4 separate regions of the Zea mays genome follow, and all the other regions are linked to region 1. A link is a contact called in public Hi-C data. All regions are on one chromosome and are shown on one strand. Each heading gives the region's core, a stretch centred on a gene start, on an enhancer-like site or on the middle of the called end of the contact. The rest is flanking DNA. Distances are from core to core; before and after follow the strand shown.

Region 1 (2,517 bases), core at 7-2,506:
AGACATCCAAACAGTCTAGCTAATAGTTCATGTATTAACTATTCGTAGCAAATTATCTAATAGTTAGTTATCTATTTGTTAGCTAGCTAATTCACTAATAAATTTTTTAGCCAACTAACTATTAGCTCTAGTGCATTCAAACACCCCATTAGTTCATTTAAATAGAAGACTAAAATTATAACCAACTTTTAAAATGTTTAAACTTATAAATATCTTTCTCTATTCTTATTCTATATAAAGCACCACTTCCAACGGTCATCTCATGTCACCCTTCCTGCTTAATGCAAAAATAAAATAAAATTATATATAAATGGAGGTTTGAACCTTGATTGTTGCTCCACGTTTACACCTATCTAACCAATATAACACACACATGTGTCGTATTAAAGCAAAGTTTACTCATATAGTCATATGATACATATAAAAACCATGACAATGCATGAATAACGACTAGTATTATTATATGACTAGTTTCCATGCGATTGTGGAATATATATTGTGCTTAAATTTCTAATATATGAGTGGTAATTGGATATATGTGGGGTGACTAGGGGGCTTTTTTCGTCGTACTTACAAAAATTCCTTAATCATGAGTCACTAACATGACTTCTTATATATACCACCCGCCTCTAAATAATGACAAAATAGATAAATTTTCCGGTGACTAGGGTCTGTTTGGATTTCATGCTATAAAGTAAAAGCAAATAAAGTTTAGTTATTTTAGGAGGTAAAGATCCAAACAGGAAAATATAAAAAGTGACTAGAATGGTGAAAAAATAAATTTATTTATAGGCTGCACGTCACACAATTTATAGTTCATCGAGTCACACAATTTACTTAGTTAATAATTCGATAGGCTGTACGAGTGTACGTTTCGTTGCGGACACTATTGCCAGTTAAAATAAAATCTCGAATGAAAAATAAAGATAATCAAGCGGCGTTTTCTTTTGTGAACCAATCGTTTCAAAAGAGAACTCAAATATGGCGATGTCCCCCTGTTTTCCCGAGGGGACCCCGTCCGTTGGATGTGAGCCACGAGCCCACGAACGGCCCGCGGCCGGCGCCGCGCGATCTGGGTCACGCCTCCCGGGGTGTAGCCAAACAGGGTTATACACGTGGACGGGGCCAGATTTCCCGTTGCCGACGTGGTTAGTGCGTCCCATCTGCCCCTCGGGCCCACGCGCCAGGGAGGCCGCGCCCGCTTTTAAATAGCGCCTCTCCCCGGCGGAATCGGAGGCGGCCAGGCTCCCTCCTCCTCCCTGCAAATCCTGCAGACACCACCGCTCGTTTTTCTCTCCGGGACAGGAGAAAAGGGGAGAGAGAGGTGAGGCGCGGTGTCCGCCCGATCTGCTCTGCCCCGACGCAGCTGTTACGACCTCCTCAGTCTCAGGTACCCGCATTAGCCTTCCTCTATTCTGGATGATCCCCCCTGCCAGTGTTTCATAGATTGTTCTGAATGGATTGATGAGGAATCGACCGGAGTTTCGGTTTTGGGTTGCTGAGCTCGGCAGCAGGGTGACAGTTCGCCGTAGCGGGCTCGTGACCGGCCGTCGCCGGCGGGGCGGGTCCGGCCGAGCTCGTGTCGTCGATCCGTAGCGTTGGGTCTGGGAGAAAGTAATGGGATGCGGCCGAACTCGCCGTAGCCCCCGCCGGTCGAGCTTGACATCGATCTCACCGGCGGGCATCCGCAGAGGCCTTGCGCTGCCGATGTGGATTTGCCCAGATTAGTCCTGGCAAAGCGCGCTTGTTTCCCATCTCATCAGATCTGTAGGATTCAGCGAGTGGTGCCGATCAGATATTTTGCCCGTGCAATGGATCCATGATCTCTGCCCCCTCCTGCCCACTCGTTTCGGGAACATGACATGCCACTTTTGGCCACGAACTTTTCGCAGCTCCCGTCAATCTTGTGGGTAAAAGCTGCAACCTTTACAGGCCTAGCCTCTTTCTTTAGGCGTTCGGTCCCTCCATGACAGCCATCGCTGCGCCTGCGCCCTCCCCATGATGGCCAACTGCTCCGTTGTTCTAGCTTCTAATTTTTTTTACTGGTACTATTAGCTAAGCACGGAGTTGGCGACAATTGCACCCAAGAATTGACTGACCTTTTAGCTCCAGCAATTGCTGTGTCTAGGAAGCAACTCGTTCTGCTTTGGTCACACATAAAAAAATATCTACTTGTCCAGATGGGAAACCGTATATGCTTTTCTAGGAATTTGGATAGAAAAAAATAGAGCGCGTTCCTTTCAATCCCAGTCATCACACGCTCGAGGTCGAGGGCAGGAAGCCGCCGCCGCCGGCGGCGGCAGCGGGGATGGGGAGCTCGTTCCGTGGGTCTTGTCTGCTTGACCTAGAAAACGGCATCGTGATGAACGACGCGCTACCGTCCGATGCCTTGGGATTTTGGACGGTGGCGACTGTCTCCTCCCACGTGGCCACGTACAGTCAAAAACCGAGACAGAAAAAGATTTCACCTACTCCGCCTCACCTTCGGCATGGGCCGGCGGCATGTCAGGGCTCTGC
Region 2 (2,517 bases), core at 9-2,508, 190 kb after region 1:
CAGGAAACGCGTGCACCGACACCCATACATGCTGGCAGAATGTTACAGGTTCGCTGGGCAGGGCAGCCGATGAAAAGACACATCAGATCTGGCTGAGAGCCTGAGACTACTCAAGAACCGAGGGGCACAATTTGCATCAGTTTTATTTAACAGTACAAGATCAACAAAACATTTTACATTTACATCGTCCAAAGAACGAACCCAAAAGAATAATATAAAGAAAGAACGGGCATGTAGTATAACACTTGTTCACCTCTACAGGGGCACTAGATCTACACAGATCACAGAACGGTAATCCTACATTCCATTTCATTCATCATCAATTCAACGACATCTTCACCGTCGATCTCACGCACCTGTAACCTGAATCTTCTTCTTCCCGCGCCTCTCAGCGCTCTCCATCCCTGGATCTGGAGGAGACCGGCCGCAGACGGCACCGGCAACCGCGAGACGCTGCCTAGTGCGCCATGGCGTGGCCGGTGTGGTGGAAGCTCTGCCGCTGCGCGTAGGCGAACGACGCCGCCGGCTTGCACTGGACGCTGTGCGCCGCCGCGGCCGACGACGACGGCAGGGACTGCTGCTTGTGCGTGGTGGGGAGCGAGTGCGCGGACGCGACGAGGCGGCGGACGCCGGACCGCATCTTGAACAGGATGTGGGCCCAGGTGCCCCTGCTCTGGCGGCCCAGCGCGGCGACCTCCTCCTCGTTCATCTCGAGGTCGCCCGCGAACCCGGGCTTCTTGGACAGGAGCCAGCCGACGCCCCACTGCCACCACTGCCTCAGGGAGCCGCCCCCCGCGGCGAAGGCGGCGCCGAGGGAGGGCGCCGACTTGGAGCGGCGGAACGCCCACTCGGCGGCCGACGCGGAGGAGATGGGCTGGATCTTGCCGGAGAAGCTGGACAGCCGCTTCCTCAGGCCCATGAGGTGGCTCTCCTCCTTGCTCTTGCCGCCGCCCTGGAAGGTGGGCAGCTCGTCCTTGAGCGGCCTGGTCGGCAGGAACCTCGCCTTCTGGATGTTCTCCAGGATGGTGGCCATGGCCGGACCCGACGACTAGAGTCTAGTAGAGGCAAGCAAGCAAACCAAATAGAGAGAGAGAGAGAGAGACGGAGGGGAAGAGAAGAGGATGTAGAACCAAGCTCCAAGCCTTCAAGAGGGGAGGGCAATGGCTTGGCTTTCTCCTCCTGCTCTCTCACCCCCCAGATCAGATCTTTCCCTGCCTTCTTTTGATGGAGGACGGGAGGAGGAAAGGAAGGTGAGGTATGCGTATGCGTTGTGCTGGCGCGGTGTTTGTGCCGCAGCCACAGCAGCTTGCCTCCGCCTGGACAGGCTGGCTTTATTCATGCATGAGGGGGACACCAACGAGGTGTGCAGTTGAAAGTTCCTCGTAGCTTTTTTGTGAACACAAGAACGTGCTATAACGCGAGGCGACGTGAATGATGAATTACCAAAACCCCTTTTTTTTTTTTGCCTTCCTGCGACTCCTCCAAGTCAGGCAGCTCAGACACACTGGAGCCGTGTTGGCAAAAATGATGGGTGGCGGCAGCTGCTGGTGCGGTGCAGGCCTCGATACGGCCACCTGGCAGCAGCTTTTGACGTCCACCAAGTGGTGTGCTGTCCGGTCCTGTGTAGGTTGGTTCAGCTTCAGCAGCTCATGCCACCAACTCATGTCAACAGCTGCCCTCTGTCTGATTATTTGGGGGATTTTTAAAACTGCGCTTTTATCTCAGCATTGCTGCTCAATTTTCTCCTAAAAATGAATCATCCATTACTACTGTACAGGCACAATTTTGAAAATCATCTCAAACAACATGAGCTTTAAATTGTTAGACTGCATCGAACAGCTTATCGTCGTGCAAAACACTGTTTGTTCGCAGATTACAGTTTAAATATAGAGATAAAGATAGGTAGCGTCCTTCTATAGAGTGGAATGGTGACGGGTGAGTTTTTTTTCACTTCTTCACGAGACCTACCTTGTTCGGTTGCATCTTTGCGGGGGGATAGAGGATTGAGTGGCACTAAATCATTTTCTATTTAATTTTAACTAAAAGACATTTAATCGTATCTAATCTTCTTCAATCCACTTTTAAAACGAACAAACAATGAGGCATGGATGTATCTTTCTTTTTTTGAAGGATGCAGTTATAAGGCTGTCTCCAGCAGCCTATTCATCTTATCTCACATCTCATCTCATATTTTAAAATTCACCCTGCAACATTGCAGGCTACATTGTGAAACGGTGTTTTATGTGATCATATGCATAATATGCCGGAGATAGGTTGAGAAAAAGAATAAACCGAAGCTGCATCTGTTTATTTGATTAACGTTTACTTAAAAAAAGTTGGGCAGCTGCGGGCGCACCGAAGGATCCACATGAGAACATGGGGAGGAGGCGCTGGGCCAATGAAACTTGTCTGTCCCCGCCTGCTACCGAAACGTTTTGTCATGTTTGGGCTCCGCATCGTACGGACTAGTAGGCTTTAAGGTAGAGCTTTTTCAGCAAATGCTTCTCCACAGCCAAT
Region 3 (2,517 bases), core at 9-2,508, 180 kb before region 1:
TACTGTGTAGTCACCAGAAGTCACTAGATATAGGAGCACAAACTATGCCGTCATCCATATTTAGGGTGAACCAATCCAAAATGCTCCAGACACCCAAAGAGTAATAATTTCAAATCACATATTTCTCTTTGCAATTTACCGACACAATGTGTGCACTGATCTACAGACACAATGTGCAAGCTAACAAAAAACTGTTAACTATGGACGTTATGTTCATGGGACTATTGACAAAGCAATGTACAATGGTACAAGAGCTTTCTTTTAATTGCTACAAGGGTTATGCCTATTCAGTGACATGAATAAACAACATTTCCAGTGACTCAGAAAAAGATACAACTAAACTATGCATCAATTTGATCCCAAAACCCAGAACTACTCCTTTATGATTTGAGCTCAAGCTTCACTAATTAGACCCAACAATCACCCATAACCTAGCTGACTTATACCATCACATCATGTCAAATATATGGCAGTGAGTAACAATCTCAATTCCCACTTCCCAGTTAACCTCTACATGTCTGCATGCCAGTATCATCAATAAGTAAGAAATTTAGGGCATCAGAAGCGACCAGAAACTAAAGCCAAGGCTTCCCAGGTGCATTTGTTCCCTTGTTAGAAAGGGTTCGAGTTTCTAACCTCTGTAGCCGCAGACAGAGGCTCCGGCAACGAACGCGCCGACGGCCCCGTTGACGAAGTCGCGCTTCTTGCGCTGGCTCTGCACGAGCTGCTCGACGCCGATGTAGAGGCCCCCGATGGTGGCGAAGGTGGCCCCGTAGGTGCCGCACATCTTGAGCGTCCGGATAAGGCCAGGGAGCGCGACGTGGCGCTCCACACGGGGCACGTCGTACCAGGTGGCGACGACGGTGCCCCAGATGGTCCCCGCGGCGAGTCCTGTCACCGCACCCTTCATCGTCTTCGTCAGCGGCGAGTCATCCTCCATCCTCGTTCCTCCGGTTCCTGCACGACAGGTGCAGCGAATCAAAGCCGCACGTGACTCGGGCGGGATCCGGCGAGCGCAACCCTCCCTCGGCGGTTGGCAGAACGAGATCGGGATCTAGCAGCACCGTGCACTTGGCTTAGATGGGCGTTGGGGGTGAGGCTGGCCCCTTGTTGGGAGAGGAGTTCAGCGGAGAGGGGAGCGGGTTACCTGTCTCGAGACTGCGCGGTGTGTGCCGGCGGCCGTCGAGTGCCGAGGCGGGACGGAGAAGGCTGAGGGTTCAGGGGCGGACGGCTGGAGGTCTCGGGGTAGAAATGGAATCGCCAATCGCGTCGTTGGGAGACGAGAGAGACACAGGAAGAGGAGCAGCGCCGTAGGAGTGGGGAGCCCGGTCGCGGCGGCGTCGGTGCCGGGTTCCGGGCCTGTTTTGCGCGTGGGCTGCTTCGCTGCTGCGGAAAAGCCTGGTCTGTCTACGTGGGCCTTACAAAAGGATCACGTTAGAAATTCAGACGCAGAGTAGCGAGTACGTAGCAGACTAGCACATGTACATCCAATTTTTTTTTAAAAAAAGTACATCCAGATTCAACTAATTAATTAATCACTCACTCGGTTCCAATTTATAAGTTGCAGCTATTAGGCATCTTTAATATAGAGATCTTTGATCTGGATGGGGGTTCAGCATGTAGCCATGTACAACAGAAGTTAGCCTGTTTTCTTCAAGTACTCGGATTCTGTCTGGCAAGCAACCCCAACCCCCAGACGCACAGTTTCGTTGGACTGAGTCAGGAACCAGGATCCGGAACCCTGCATGGATGGGTAGCTGGCTATTGCCTGGCAGGCAGCATCCAAACAAGCCTGAATTACGAAACCTACCCTGCCAGCTTCATGTTGTTCTCTTGTTCTTCTTGTTCTTCAATCCAGCTCCCTGCTCGGTACCGGTCGGTTTATCGAAACCGCCTTGATACAGTTTCAGATAACCACCGTTTTTTAAAATTTGTTCTAATTCAAAAAATTTTAAAAAAATCATAAACCCTGAAAACCGCCGGTAAACCGTTTTTTGGACCGGTAAACCGTTATTTTAGACCGGTAAACCACCATTTTTTGCCGGAAAACCGGATTTAATGTTAAGATTGACTTCCACTTTAGACATTTAGCGGTCAATTTAGGCATATTAGTCTTGTTTACTGTTATATGCTATATATGAAGATGAAACCCGTATCTCAAGTCAAGTTTAGGTATTTAGTGGTCAATTTTGGTTTCATTTCCTATCCAAGATGGAATCCGTAGATCAAGTAGCTTCATTTCTCTAACTATTCGTCTGGACAAGATCCAATCTAGAACTTTTAGCTCCAGTTCTTCTTTATGTGTTCCTAAGATTTGCTAATCAGGAGAAAAGTCCAACACTTGGTGAGGTGCACATGCAATACACAAACACCAAACACACATACATGTATGTTTTTTTTGCTTTGTGTATAAGTATTTATCTGTCGTTTTTGTTTTCTCGCTAATGTATCTCATATCTTTTGTATAGACCTGTCACTATCACTATGACGGATTGGAACAATATCACGATCCTTCCA
Region 4 (2,517 bases), core at 7-2,506, 140 kb before region 1:
CATCTTTGGTCCCCATGATGAAAAGCTTTGGTTTTTCAGACTTGAGTATAGCATCATTATGCCTTCCGAATAGGACTGAGGCCATCAGACCAAAGGGGTACCCGATGCTAACGTAACCAATCACTTCATCCACTTTATCAACTGCAGATCCGGCAATTGGTGCCCCTGCATCAAGGAATTATTGTTAGATACATGCCTAAACACAACACATCAGCTTCATAAAGACAGGAGAAGACTTGTATGCAGAATACCACATCTTAATTCTTCGATGCAAACTAAACAAACTTCATCTTCCTCAACTAGCTCACTGACAATTGCAGCCATACAGGAAGCAGACATCCAAAACTACTTTGCATTTCTGGGAGGGTTTGCTGAAAGCTGTGTAGATTACTTAACAATAAACCTTTTGCCACTATATTTTCTTAAGGATATCTGACAGAAATTTAGGTCCCTAAATAAAACTAGATGAAATATCAATGCCCATCTGCTGATTACAGATACAAATTTGGAGTGTACAGACTGAAACGCAGAAATTCCATGAGGACAAACGTCTGAGCTTCCTATTTGTATTCAACACATACATCAACAGCTACTATTTGCTTACAGGCCCGAATGACTGCGGAGAGAATTGTAATTTGTACAATTAAATTTGACCAAAGAGAGCTTCAGAAAAGCGAAACTGTTCGATCATTTTGACTTGATTACCGCAGCAGTCTGACTGTGCGACGGTTTCACGCTTCATGAACTGAAAAAAAAAGGTACGGGTCGCGACAGGGTTTCGCCTCATTGGGGAGAGGCGAAAAAATGGAGTCTACCAGCTGAGGATCCGACGAGGAGGATGCCGCGCGGCTTGATGTTCTCTGCGACCCATCGGCAGACGGCGACGACGTCCCCGACTTCGGTGGAGCCCGTGAGCGACGCCCGCCCCGTGGACCGGCCCGCGCCGCGCATGTCGAAGGTGACGGCGGTGTAACCCCGCCGCGCGACGCCCTCCGCCATCCCCCGCAGCAGGCCCTGCACGCCGCCGAGGATGGTGTAGGGATGCACCAGCACCACCGCCACATCCTCCCTCGGCTCCGGCTCCAACCCCGTTCCGGACGCGGGGGGCTTGAACAGCCGCACGCTCAGCTTCGCGCCGTCCCTCGTCTCCACCGTCGTCCACTCCATCTCGCTCGCTCGCCCAGTCCACCTCGCCTAGTTCAGCATGCCTGTCCTGATTTGATCTGTCCGCTGCTCTGCTTTGTTCGGGTCTGGTCGGGTAGGTTTCTGGTGGGTGCGAGTAGTTGGCGCAGTTATTGTTGTATGGGCCGCTAGCCCATGTTGTCAGTGCATTTACATGGGCCTGTTTATGTATGAATGTTGGGCCTCTTTTATGTATGGATGCGCGGAGCCGCGGACCCAAGTTCTGGCTGGCCATGTAGGGCCAGTGGCAGGCTCGTCGCTGCATCTGAAGCAGTCCCGCAGCCGAGCTATACGGGCCTGGGACCCTGTCATAAAACAAACGACATAAGGGCCTCGGTTGCATCAGGACTAAAAACTTTTTAGCGTAGGATAGCGTGCTAAGGCCTAAGGCTATCCGCACTCATACTACTCTAAATTTCTACTCTAAAAAGAATATTCTGTCCTGATCAGCAAAATTTTTTACTCTATACCACAATCCTCCGCACTCATGTTTACTCTATATCTCAACCCTATACCAATTATCATATATAATATTATTTCTACCATATATTCTATTATTTCTCTCTCCTGAGCAGCCTCCCTTGCCCGCCTCCGGCCCCACCTCGGGACCCACCTCTGGCCTGTCCAGTTGCACGGCTAGGAACCCTGAAAATAGCGTTCACGTGCTCTCTCTGCTTTAGAGTAGACGATAGAGCGGCTCGCTGCACTGAGTTTTTACTGCATACATCACTTGATATGGATAGCGTTCCTTTTCCAGTATCCGACTGCGGCCAGCCTAAGAGCAACTCTAATAGTTCTCTGAAAGACTCCTTAAATCAATAATTTAGGTAACTAATCTAAAATCTCCTCTCCAATAGTTCTCTAAATAAACTTCATAAATTTAGATACTCCTCATCTAACCTTATTTTCTCTCTATATTTAGCAACCATTTACCAACTCCCTAAAAAAAATGACGGTAATTTTTGTATTTCGCTGCCTTTTTCACTTTGTAGTAAAGATATATTAACAGAGCCCATGCGTCGGACAACAATAGTCATCTAGAGATTAAATAATTGCCGATACAATAGCCGCACGTGCACATGTTGGAAATAAACAAATAAATAATTGCAACCATAAATCAAAAGGTCAACACAACTCACCAAGTTGAATATGTCATCGATGATGGTCCCACTCAAATAGGTGACATGTTAAATTTTAACATATTTAGAAAGTAATATATAGAGAACTGTTGGAGGAGATGATTTTTTTGTTTCCTATATTATTTAAGGACTTGCTAAATCTAAGATTTAGGTAGTATAATTATACATAACTATTGGAGTTGCTCTAACATGGGTG

What was found. A called contact is a pair of places that touch in the nucleus more often than the background predicts.
Region 2: a Hi-C map of bundle sheath shows a contact between it and region 1, with 4 times the contacts expected there. The contact joins the promoter of LOC100278506 here to the promoter of LOC100191328 in region 1. A contact is called at or near these places in 6 of 25 Hi-C or Micro-C datasets (bundle sheath, ear, endosperm and 1 more).
Region 3: a Hi-C map of leaf mesophyll shows a contact between it and region 1, with 1.8 times the contacts expected there. The contact joins the promoter of LOC100280772 here to the promoter of LOC100191328 in region 1. A contact is called at or near these places in 2 of 25 Hi-C or Micro-C datasets (leaf and leaf mesophyll).
Region 4: a contact with region 1 is called in a Hi-C map of endosperm, with 3 times the contacts expected there. The contact joins the promoter of LOC100193276 here to the promoter of LOC100191328 in region 1. A contact is called at or near these places in 4 of 25 Hi-C or Micro-C datasets (bundle sheath, endosperm and leaf).

What each region holds. Positions count from the first base shown.
Region 1 is chr5:211,065,185-211,067,701 of Zm-B73-REFERENCE-NAM-5.0, reverse strand. LOC100191328 (delta-12 fatty acid desaturaseFAD2) reads left to right here and starts at 1,256. Exons shown (of 2, transcript NM_001136762.1): 1 at 1,256-1,390.
Region 2 is chr5:210,872,679-210,875,195 of Zm-B73-REFERENCE-NAM-5.0, reverse strand. It overlaps LOC100278506, which reads right to left and starts at 1,258. Exons shown (of 1, transcript NM_001151762.2): 1 at 162-1,258. The coding sequence starts at 1,033. The coding sequence ends at 458.
Region 3 is chr5:211,245,960-211,248,476 of Zm-B73-REFERENCE-NAM-5.0, reverse strand. It overlaps LOC100280772 (protein translocase/ protein transporter), which reads right to left and starts at 1,258. Exons shown (of 3, transcript NM_001153694.1): 1 at 1,148-1,258; 2 at 637-1,054. The coding sequence starts at 940.
Region 4 is chr5:211,203,477-211,205,993 of Zm-B73-REFERENCE-NAM-5.0, reverse strand. LOC100193276 reads right to left here and starts at 1,256. Exons shown (of 2, transcript NM_001352183.1): 1 at 816-1,256; 2 at 1-165. The coding sequence starts at 1,167.